Regions from separate parts of the Mus musculus genome. Here all the other regions are linked to region 3. Evidence: chromatin contacts called from public Hi-C and HiChIP or PLAC-seq data. All regions are on one chromosome and are shown on one strand. The core of a region is the stretch at or near the end of the contact, and the rest is flanking DNA. Distances in the headings are between cores, read along the strand shown. Region 1 has its middle 41 kb from the start of Gli3. Region 2 overlaps Gli3 (GLI-Kruppel family member GLI3). Region 3 has its middle 43 kb from the start of 4933412O06Rik.

What was found. A called contact is a pair of places that touch in the nucleus more often than the background predicts. HiChIP or PLAC-seq counts read pairs in DNA pulled down with a chosen protein or histone mark.
Region 1: a contact with region 3 is called in a Hi-C map of uterus, with 4 times the contacts expected there. The contact joins two enhancer-like sites. A contact is called at or near these places in 1 of 15 datasets of contacts at CTCF or cohesin (the NIH/3T3 cell line), 4 of 484 Hi-C or Micro-C datasets (cerebellar granule neurons and uterus), 2 of 115 datasets of contacts at active chromatin or transcription factors (bone marrow-derived dendritic cells and fibro-adipogenic progenitors) and 1 of 9 other capture datasets (embryonic stem cells).
Region 2: a contact with region 3 is called in an H3K4me3 HiChIP or PLAC-seq map of craniofacial prominence, with 4 times the contacts expected there. The contact joins two enhancer-like sites. A contact is called at or near these places in 2 of 484 Hi-C or Micro-C datasets (embryonic stem cells and nephron progenitors), 4 of 115 datasets of contacts at active chromatin or transcription factors (craniofacial prominence, embryonic forebrain, embryonic limb bud and 1 more) and 1 of 9 other capture datasets (embryonic tail).

The regions. Positions count from the first base shown.
Region 1 is chr13:15,420,677-15,423,944 of GRCm38.p6, forward strand. No RefSeq gene overlaps it. Among named protein-coding and RNA genes, the nearest start is that of Gli3, 41 kb to the right of the region's middle. Within about 2 kb of position 1,280, at least 44 of the 459 cell types and tissues checked have an H3K27ac peak or open chromatin away from gene starts, as enhancers often do. A contact at or near this core is called in uterus, where this site is marked.
Region 2 is chr13:15,486,068-15,489,227 of GRCm38.p6, forward strand. All of the region lies in intron 2 of Gli3 (GLI-Kruppel family member GLI3), which reads left to right. Among named protein-coding and RNA genes, the nearest start is that of Gm6556, 23 kb to the left of the region's middle. Within about 2 kb of position 1,419, at least 18 of the 459 cell types and tissues checked have an H3K27ac peak or open chromatin away from gene starts, as enhancers often do. A contact at or near this core is called in craniofacial prominence and embryonic forebrain, where this site is marked.
Region 3 is chr13:15,758,033-15,761,004 of GRCm38.p6, forward strand. No RefSeq gene overlaps it. Among named protein-coding and RNA genes, the nearest start is that of 4933412O06Rik, 43 kb to the right of the region's middle. Within about 2 kb of position 1,564, at least 157 of the 459 cell types and tissues checked have an H3K27ac peak or open chromatin away from gene starts, as enhancers often do. A contact at or near this core is called in craniofacial prominence, embryonic forebrain and uterus, where this site is marked.

The DNA.
Region 1 (3,268 bases), core at 30-2,529, 340 kb before region 3:
AGTTGTTAGGCTTTTTAAAGTTCATGGAGCATTAATTTATAACATAAAACCTTGCACAGAAAGTGTTTGCTTTAATCCATCCAGTAAATAAATTATTTTGATAAAATGTAACATTTGAAAAGATGGATGTATTTATTTTCCTGTGTGTATATATATGTGTGTGTGTGTATAAATCTCTGTGTCCCACATGCATGAAGGTACCCCTGGATGCTAGAAGGCATAGGATCTCCTAGGAATGGAGTTATAGGTAATTGTGAGACACCTAATGTAGATGCTGGGAATGGATCCCAGGTCCTGGACAAGAGCAGTATTGGCTCTTAACTGCTAAGCCATCTCTTTAGTTAATAATAAACAGTTCTTACATGTTTCTCCCAAGTTTAATTCTGTAGTTTATCATTCTTTAATTTTTTTGCTATCCCAAAATTATATTTTATTTTAAAGCTAGCAGTGGTAGAATGTCTAGTTTTTTTTTTTTTTTTTTTTTAACAAACGTCTTTAAAAAGACAGAGTTGGAGAGAGAATAATAAATGGGTAGTGCTCTAGATTACCAAAATCACATTGTTCTCTAGAGTAAATCAGTCCATGCAGATGCCAGATAACTAAAGCTGTGTGTACATGGAGACCCGTCCAAACTATTTCTGCCCATAAACTTCATAAACAAGTTGTCAACAAACATGCATGCATAGCTCTGTCTTCCCTGCAAAGGAAATCTCCTAACTCCTCAGGCTGGTCATCTGACTCCACAGAGAATTTACTTCTGAATAACTTTAATCAGAGCAAGCTTCCCTGTTGGCTGAAGGAGCGTAGGAATTTTCATTCCTCGGAAGAAGTTGTTCTGCCCTCGGCACAGGATGCTCCGAGCAGCAGCGAGCGTCCCACCTCAGAGGTCCAGTTTTAATGCTTTGCCTCTGTTCCAGGCTGAGTCACAGGCATAGCTCTGGCATTCTTGTTCTTGCCTGCTCTTTTCTGTCGCAGCATGCTGCGTTCTGCCTCGGCTTTGGTATTCCCTCTTCTTTTTTGATATTTTAAATGAAATGAAACATGCTCTTTTTTATTTTAAAGCCTCAATACAGCATTATGCTACCTTGAAGATTTTTCCATAAATAGTCCAGGTAATGGTTTAATCAATTTTTATGCTTTCAGTGAAAGATCTGTTTCCCCGGCAGAGCTTCCTGTCCATTTGTAAGAGGCATTTGTTTTCAGTTCAGCTCTGACACCAAACTCAAGAATCACTCAGCCCTACAGCTGCTTCTCTGATATTATGAATCACGGGCATATAAAAAAAAAATCCATCTGCTGAGAATGTGGCTTGAGGACATCTCTGAAGGTTCATGGCTAGATGCATTAGTCCCTGCTGTGGCAGTTTTGGGAAGCAGCGGAGTCTTTAAGGAGTAAAGTCTAGTCAAAGGTGATTAGGTCATGCAGGCACATCTCTGGGAAGGGAGTAATGTAGTTCTCACAGAAGCAGGATACTTTTTATAAGAATAGATTGTTATATAAAAACCAAGCAAGATGGCTCCTGAATTACCTGTGTTACCATATGATCTTTTCTATACACGTTCTGTTCCAGCCATTGTAAGACTGGCTGTCGTGAGGCCCTCACTGGAGGAATGAGGCCCTCACTAGAGGGCTCCAAACTATGAATTAAATAAACAGCCTTTGGAGCCTAGCAAGATGATTTACCAGGTAGAAACAATTGTTGCTCAACTCTGACAACCCAGGTTCAAATCCCAGAAGCTGTGTAAATGCAGACAGAGGGAACCAACGCCACGCGGCTGTCCTCTGACCCCGACAGGCATACCATGGCATGCGAGCCCCCACCCCGTTTCATGAGTATGCACACTAATAGTAGTAGCAGTAATAATAATAATAACAACAACAACAATGGTAATCTCTTTTCTTCTTAAAGTAACCATGTGCTATCTTTTAAGTATCTCCCTGGAATTGATTTTGCCCCTATTATGCTTGCTACTCCTGTGGAACTTTAGGAAATTTTGAATAGAAAAATGTCTATCAGATAAAGACACTCATAGTATAGAGATGGCTTTAAGCAGTGGTGTGCTTAAGTGAAATATTGGCCCTAAGTCAGGAAGAGACAAAAAATTTACATCCTTATTTCTGTCAACTGTTTTTTTTTTGAACAGAAATATTGTGTCTTGACAAATGGATGAAGGGGTAGGTGGAGAAATCACCAATCCTTGTTCTCAAGTCCCTTCTCATTAATCTTGAATTTCATAAAAATTCCTGACGGGAGATAATTTTTAGGTATATCTGTGAGTGTTTATATAATTTAAGAAAGTTTAAGAAGTCAGAAAGTTCAGAAAGCAGTCATTTTTAACCTTTAATAAGATATTAGAGACTTTCAGGTTTTATTGTTCATCCCACCATTCTTTTATAGTAAACAATAAAGAAGAGTTAAAACAGCACACAAAAATGGCTCATAAATAAATGTTCAGAAAAATTTTTAATTTTCTAAAAATTAGAGACATTCCTAAAACTCTTCAACAAACATATGTACTGGGAAGTGGGTTGAGAAGCAAAACATTTTCTGCATCATTTACCATATGAAATGTAAGTTCTCTCACAAAATAGGTAGGAAAAACATAGACTTCTCACACCATCTTCTCCTAGTGGAGCCTCAGTAGTTTAGATTCAATGAAAAAGAGAAAAGAACAGCTATTCAGCTCTCACTTCCAAGCACAAATATGAGACAAAGATTTGCACTTTCCAGGCAAATAGTGTCTGTCTGATTATTGGCACACTTTTTCTGCACGTGTCTAAAGGTTTCATCTCACTGAAGAACAATATCTGCTTTATGACTAGAATTCCCCCAGTATATCACAAGGGATCTTGTGCTTAGTTCAGTTCTGGCACTAAACGGAAGAAATACCTCAATTTATAGCTGATCCTCTACCATGTGAATCAATGACAGAAACAATGCATGCAGGCTCATTTGTGTGCTAATCAACAGAAGAAGCCAAAGATAATATACCATGTCTGTGTGTTTGTCTATTTCTTTTCAGGTAAACTCCTACTGGCTGTAACTGAGGCAGTCATGAGTCTTAGGAGTTCCCTGTGCTGCGAGTGTAACCTGTGTATCTGTGGGAGACAGTTTCTATATTTATAGAATTTAAATGTTTCCTTAATTCTGGGGAAACTGACAGAGAGTGGGTGACTATTCCTATTGAATCCAGAAGAACCGAGTAAAAAGTGCCTCTCAGGAGAAGAAGTTCATTGACCTCAGCTGCTTTCCATCGGAAGAAATCTC
Region 2 (3,160 bases), core at 169-2,668, 270 kb before region 3:
TCAGCTCTCCAGCTTGACAGCTGAAAAGGTCTGACTGTGCCACACAATGGTTTGATTGGTTTCTCTGGGGGAGACTTTCCCCTGCCTCATCATCCGCCAGGCAGGTGGACCAGAAAGTCTCTTGATTCTTTTGTTGCCTCTCAAAGTCCGAGGTCTTTGACTGAATAAATCCGCCGTCATGGGATAATTTGCTAAAAGGAGACTGTGAGATGCCAGAGAAAAGCCTCCTGACTTGGGTGCTGCATTAATGAAATAACGGAGCCTTGGAGTTTGCAATTGAAAAATCACTAGGAATGCAATGGGTGGAGATGGGCCTCTTTTATTTCCCATAATAAACTTTGAATTCTACCAATGAAAGCATGCCTATTGTTTCGCAGGCCTGCGGGCCTAAGTGTGTGTGCATTTGTACCCATGTTTAAGAGGGCAGCCCTGCCCGACTTTGTCGGGGTGCTGTGTCTACTTAGTCACTAGATTATTACTAGTGGATAGAAAGAATTCCATGTGACAGAGCTAAGGCTGAGTTAACACAGGACGAAAAGTAATTTACAGATAGGCTGTCCCCAGCCATCTTTGTAGCTCCTGATAAGGTTTCATTTCAGAATGGATAGGCGACATTTCCACTTACGGGCCCATTCTGCGACATCTGTGATAACAGCTTCTGGATCCTAATTGAAATTGGTTTCAAAATGGATTTTCACTTTTCTCTGTCGTTGGAAAATATTGAATGGACTCAGAGCTGCCACAGAGAACCCTAGACCTTGGAAAATGGAGCAGGAAGCTAGGCTCATCTTTCATAACAGTGGTGATGATATGACAGTTTTGTTATCGGTCTTATTAATGAAATCATTGATCACTGATGAGGGAGTTAATAAACTACATCCCACTAGCATCTCTGAAGCTCAATTAGACTGCATTACAAACAAGGGTGGGAGAGGAACAAACATCAGTGGGCTCCACGGACGAAGGAGCAGTTAGTTTTCATCTCCTCAGTAAGCATTTTGGATGAGGGCATTCAGATAGCAGCTCAAGTAGAGAGCGTTGTATAAACCAACACTGTATCTAAGACTTTTCTTTTTGACTCATAGAGAATTATTAAACAATTCATTAAGTAAAAAAATTGAGATAGAACAAAATTGATTTGAAAAAATAGTACTGTTTTCCTGAAATAAAATATTTAAGTAGACATGGAAGTTCTTATTATATAACGAGTGCTTTGAGATGGGAAAAATGGCAAAACACGTTTCCCCAGGACACCTCCTCCACAGAAGAGCTTGAGGGATGGTCCTCCGTAGGTTAAGACGATGAAGCTCAAGGGTTCATAACCTAGGCTCTTTGAAAGAAAAGTGGCTTATCACCTCTTCCTCTCTGAAAACGTTCTGAGAGTCCTAGTCAGAGGGAATTAGGCTTGGCTTTAATGAGCGCGCTCTATTGTTTGGGGTTGGGCAGCCCTGGAATGTCCTCTCCCCCTGTCCCGAAGGAGGGGAGGGGATGCTGGTGATTTCTTAGGTTTCACAGTGGGTTTCACTCCTAGGTGTTTCTCCTTTCTCTGTGCCAGCAAGGATCAATGCAGCCCATCCCAGCTTGAAAGAGGATCTGTGATCAAAGGCATCAATGATGTCACTGATCTCCAGTGATTGATTAGGACCAGAAGTTCCAGAGACTTCGGCATTTTCTGAGAATTTCAAATTCACTTGTGTCTACAACTAGGCTTACTTGGGATTATTAGCATTTAACCAGCAAAATTGTTAAAGTGGACCACGCTGCTACACCTGTGGCCCTGCCAGTGTGCTTAAGCCTATGGAAACGATGACCACATTTTATAAGCATCATTTTTTAAATTATACCGTTAATAAATAGTATGTCTGTGAATTGGTGCAAGGAACTTGGAATTCTGTGTGCAATTGGAAGCCATTTGGGAATGAAGACCTTGTCTCTAAACCAGTTTAGTTGTATATAGATAGGTGCACGTTAAGATTTAAATGTTTTATTGATTTTGAAATTTAAGTATTTCATATGCAGAATTTAAAGTCCTCTGAGTTATTTTTGTGGGAACTGCCTAACATTTCCCCTTTGCCTTTTGAGAGGTTAGCTTCTTTCTTTGTGTGACTATATCTTTACAAGTAAAACTAGACGCATTTGATGCTGAGAGGAGCCCTGTACAGTGTGGGAGGGAGCATGGGGTGAGAGAGAGGTCTCAGTGGAACTGCTCACAACTGCACTGTAGTCACTGGCTTAGCTCTACCTACAGCAGAGACTGAAAGGGTAGGGGAAGGGGCTATTTTGGAAAGCACTGAGCCCTAAGAAAGAAGAGGGAAATGAGAATGGAGAATGTTCACTATTATTTCTGCTGCCTTCCATGGTTGGTTGTAGGTTGTCAAGGATTTTTGGTACATGCTTGCTTATAACAAAGTTTTTTTTTTTGTTTGTTTGGTTTTTTTGTTTTGTTTTGTTTTGTTTTGTTTTAAATCAGAAAACTTTTAGTTCTGAACCGGGTTGAAAAGTGTGTTTTGTGTGTGAGGAGAACAGAGAGTGAAAATGAGCATGGGAGAGAAAATGATGTGCCCCTTAGATCTGAACCTGCTATGCTTCCGTGAGCCTCCTTTTGGTGGCATAGCTTTTACTCAACCAGCGGTGATAAAATCCTGGGTTTAGATCTTTGCCTATACATCAAAAGAACATTTTAGGAATAGAACAGTGGCATAAAGTAGTGGGACTTTCAACAATGTAAAATACTTCCTGGTAAAATAGGTCTGTACTCTTCAGTTAAAGATGTCTTCCAAGCATCCAGGAACCAGAAGATAGATCGTGGCCCATTTCATATTAAGTTTAAAGCCAAATCTCACTAAAAATCAAAAACAAAAACCAAATAATCCCAAACTAATATGCCTAGGATTGTTTTCAAATCCTGGCACATTTTAGAACAGTAGAAAATTGGTTTCCTGGGGCTGCAGCAATGGCTCAGCATTAAGAGCACTCACTGCTCTTGTAGAGGACTCGTTAGGTTCCTGAGGTACACATGTGGTGGCTCACAGATATCTGTAATTCCATTCCAGGAGACCTGGTACCCTATTCTGACTTTCATGGGCATGCATGTGGTATACATGCATACATGCAGGCAAAACACTCATACACAGAAAGCAAAATAAATGAATAAATAAAT
Region 3 (2,972 bases), core at 314-2,813:
GGGGCTACAGAGATGGGTCAGCAGATAAGAGCACTTGCTATTCTTGCACGGGACATTAGTTTGATTCACAGAATCCACACTGGGCAACCTTACAACCAACTGTAACTCCAGCTCCAGAGGATATCATGGCCTTCTCTGGCCTTCCAGAACACTTAGACAGGTGGCATGTAGCAGAACACGAGAGGGAGAGAGAGAGAGGGAGAGAGGGAGAGAGACGGAGAGAGAGGGAGAGAGAGGGAGAGGGAGAGGGAGAGGGAGAGGGGGAGAGAGAGAGAGAGAGAGAGAGAGAGAGAGGATGGAGTATGATTGTGATAGTCGGGATGCGGTGTTGGGGATATAGATCCATTGTCCAGAACCTCTCAGAATATGCCAGAACATAGCTTCATCCTGCTTAGGAAATGAAGTCCTAGCCATAACTGGTCAGAGGAACCTGATGACAAAGCTGCCCCTCTCTGAGGGCAAAGGCAAGTGCCTGAGTTACCTGGACATGGAGAGGGGGGCTCCTTTCTACTTACCACTTACTTTAGCTGTGGAGCCCCAATTGTCTCATCTACCTAACAAGATAATCAGGACAGAATGAATTATATAGGATGCCAGTGGGCATCAGGACAAGGCTGAACATTGTTGCTGTGCTTCCAAATACAGGGTTCAACGAATTCAATATGGATAGGCAACCCTTCCAAAGATGAAATAAAGAGGATGCCAAAGGGAACCAGCTGACTAGAAAAGGCACTCTGTAGGTGGGGGTAGGAAGGCGTGGTGCATAGAGGCAAAGCTGATGTATGGGCAAGACTGTGGCTTGGACACACAGCCCACACCGACAAAGAAATCTTGGATTGGGGACACCAGAACTGAATTTTACAGAGTAGCTAACTGGGACGTATACTTTTGGGAGAATATGGAAGAAAGTGAATGGGAGAAGCTGCAGCTTCCTTGGGCGATTAAGCCTCATACACAACGGTAACAGAGCATTTCAATCAAAGAACAGCTGCTGTTGCACGGTGCCAGAGGGAGAATCCTTCCAGTCCCTTTTCTGCTGCTTCTATTTCCGGTGTTAGCCAGAGAAAACAAAACAAAACGCATCTTTGGAACACACTACCATCACTCTCCATTCTCATGGGACGCCGCTGTCCTTTTTCCTTCCCCTTCTTCCTTCTGGGCGACCCTTTGCACACAGGGGACGACCCAGGTCCTGGGGCGCAGAATCACGGTTTAGTTATTGGCTTCCTCGCTGAACCCCTTTGCTGTGCTGCTTCCGCCACCGCGCGGCGACATGCGGAATGGCTGCCCGCAGGCCCGCGCTTTACTTTGCCAAAATCCCCAGGAGAGCATCGTTCCTCTCGGGTGTTAGCGAGAACCTACGTGAGCAGATAAAAAGCGTCTTGGTTTGACTATTCCAGGCATGTAGTGTTTAGAATCAATCGGAAGCTGCTGGAGAGGGGCGCCGCTTCGTGGAGTGGCTTTCCTGGATCTGGGCCAGTCTCTTCTTAGCACGAAATACAAATAAACAAGGATTCCTCGGTGGCGCAGGCTGTATTGGCGGATCTGCTGTGACAAGAGCGCTGTTGCTGACAGGGTGGGTCTAGGCTCGGTTTGGCATCTCTACTGTGAAGCAGCAGCCGGCAGCATCCCGCAGAGAGCCAATTCAGCATTCTTGGAGCTGTTTTTCCTCTTCTCTCCCCCTTCCTTACTCTTTCTGAACAAGCAAAATGACTTCCCTCAGGCCCTTTGGGAGATAGAGCATGAGGCCTGCCCCAGGGAGCCTTGTGCCTAAGTGGATAACAGTTCCGCCTTTGGCAAACCAGTTTCCTTAATTTCACAGTGGGCCCAAATCACCGCGCAAGGACAGTGAAGATTGAATGAGGCTTCTTTGTCTCGTGCCCACTTCTGCTCGCATGGCCTAGCAAGGTGCTCCTTTTACATGTTCCCTTTATTCAAACTGTTTGCCTTATCTGTGACCAGGCAACCTTTCAAACACGAATGTAGAGGAGATCAGGACAGCCAGAGCTACTAAGCATGTAGAGTGAGGGCAGATATGGGTGACCACAAGTCCTGGGGGTGGGGTTGGGTGGGGGTTGGGGTGGGGGTGGTGGGGAGAAGAAGGGGGAAACAGATCTGAAAAGCAGAAGAGGAGAGAGGTGGAGTCAGCTGGCTAGTGCCACATGATTGGTCAGGGACAGAGCTGGCCCAGTGTCTACTACCCAGAGGAAAACAGGACAGCAAGAAAGGGGTCCTTCTCTACGGGGGCCTTGGATCCAGAATACTGTGTGAGAGAGGACAACAAAAGCCTGGAAAATGACAAAGTCTGGGGGAAGAAGCTTCCAGCCAGGGTGTCAGGAGGAGAGCCCATTAGGGAGGGAAGGAACCGGGCACCAGGAGAACATCTCTTTGACTTCAGGTGCTCTGGGAATCACGCGCATGTGAGTGGGAATCTCAGAGTCAGGATTAGTCTCTGAGAGCCTTGATTCAACTTATTGGTCTCTCTCTCTCTCTCTCTCTCTCTCTCTCTCTCTCTCTCTCTCTCTCTCTCTCTCCCCATCTCTCTCTCTCTCTCTCCCCATCTCTCTCTCTCTCTTTGAGACAGGGTTTCTCTGTATGGCCCTGGCTGTCCTGGAACTCACGCTGTAGACCAGGCTGGCCTTGAACTCAGAAATTCACCTGCCTCTGCCTCCCGAGTGCTGGGATTAAAGGCATGCGCCACCATCACTCAGCGGCATCTCTTCGTATATAATTGTGTGTGTGTGTGTGTGTGTGTGTGTGTGTGTGTGTGTGTGTGACTTACTGAGTCCAATTAGTACTGGCCTTTTGTTCATGTGTTTACATCTGATCACTATGATTGGAGCTCCTTCCTGAACAAGAACAAAACAAACAAACAAGCAGGTTCACGGGATTTAGAGTTGGGTAGGACTGTCTAGAACCTTCATAGCATTTCTGACAGTGTGAGAGCTCTGAGGAAAATGCTTTCTGGTCAG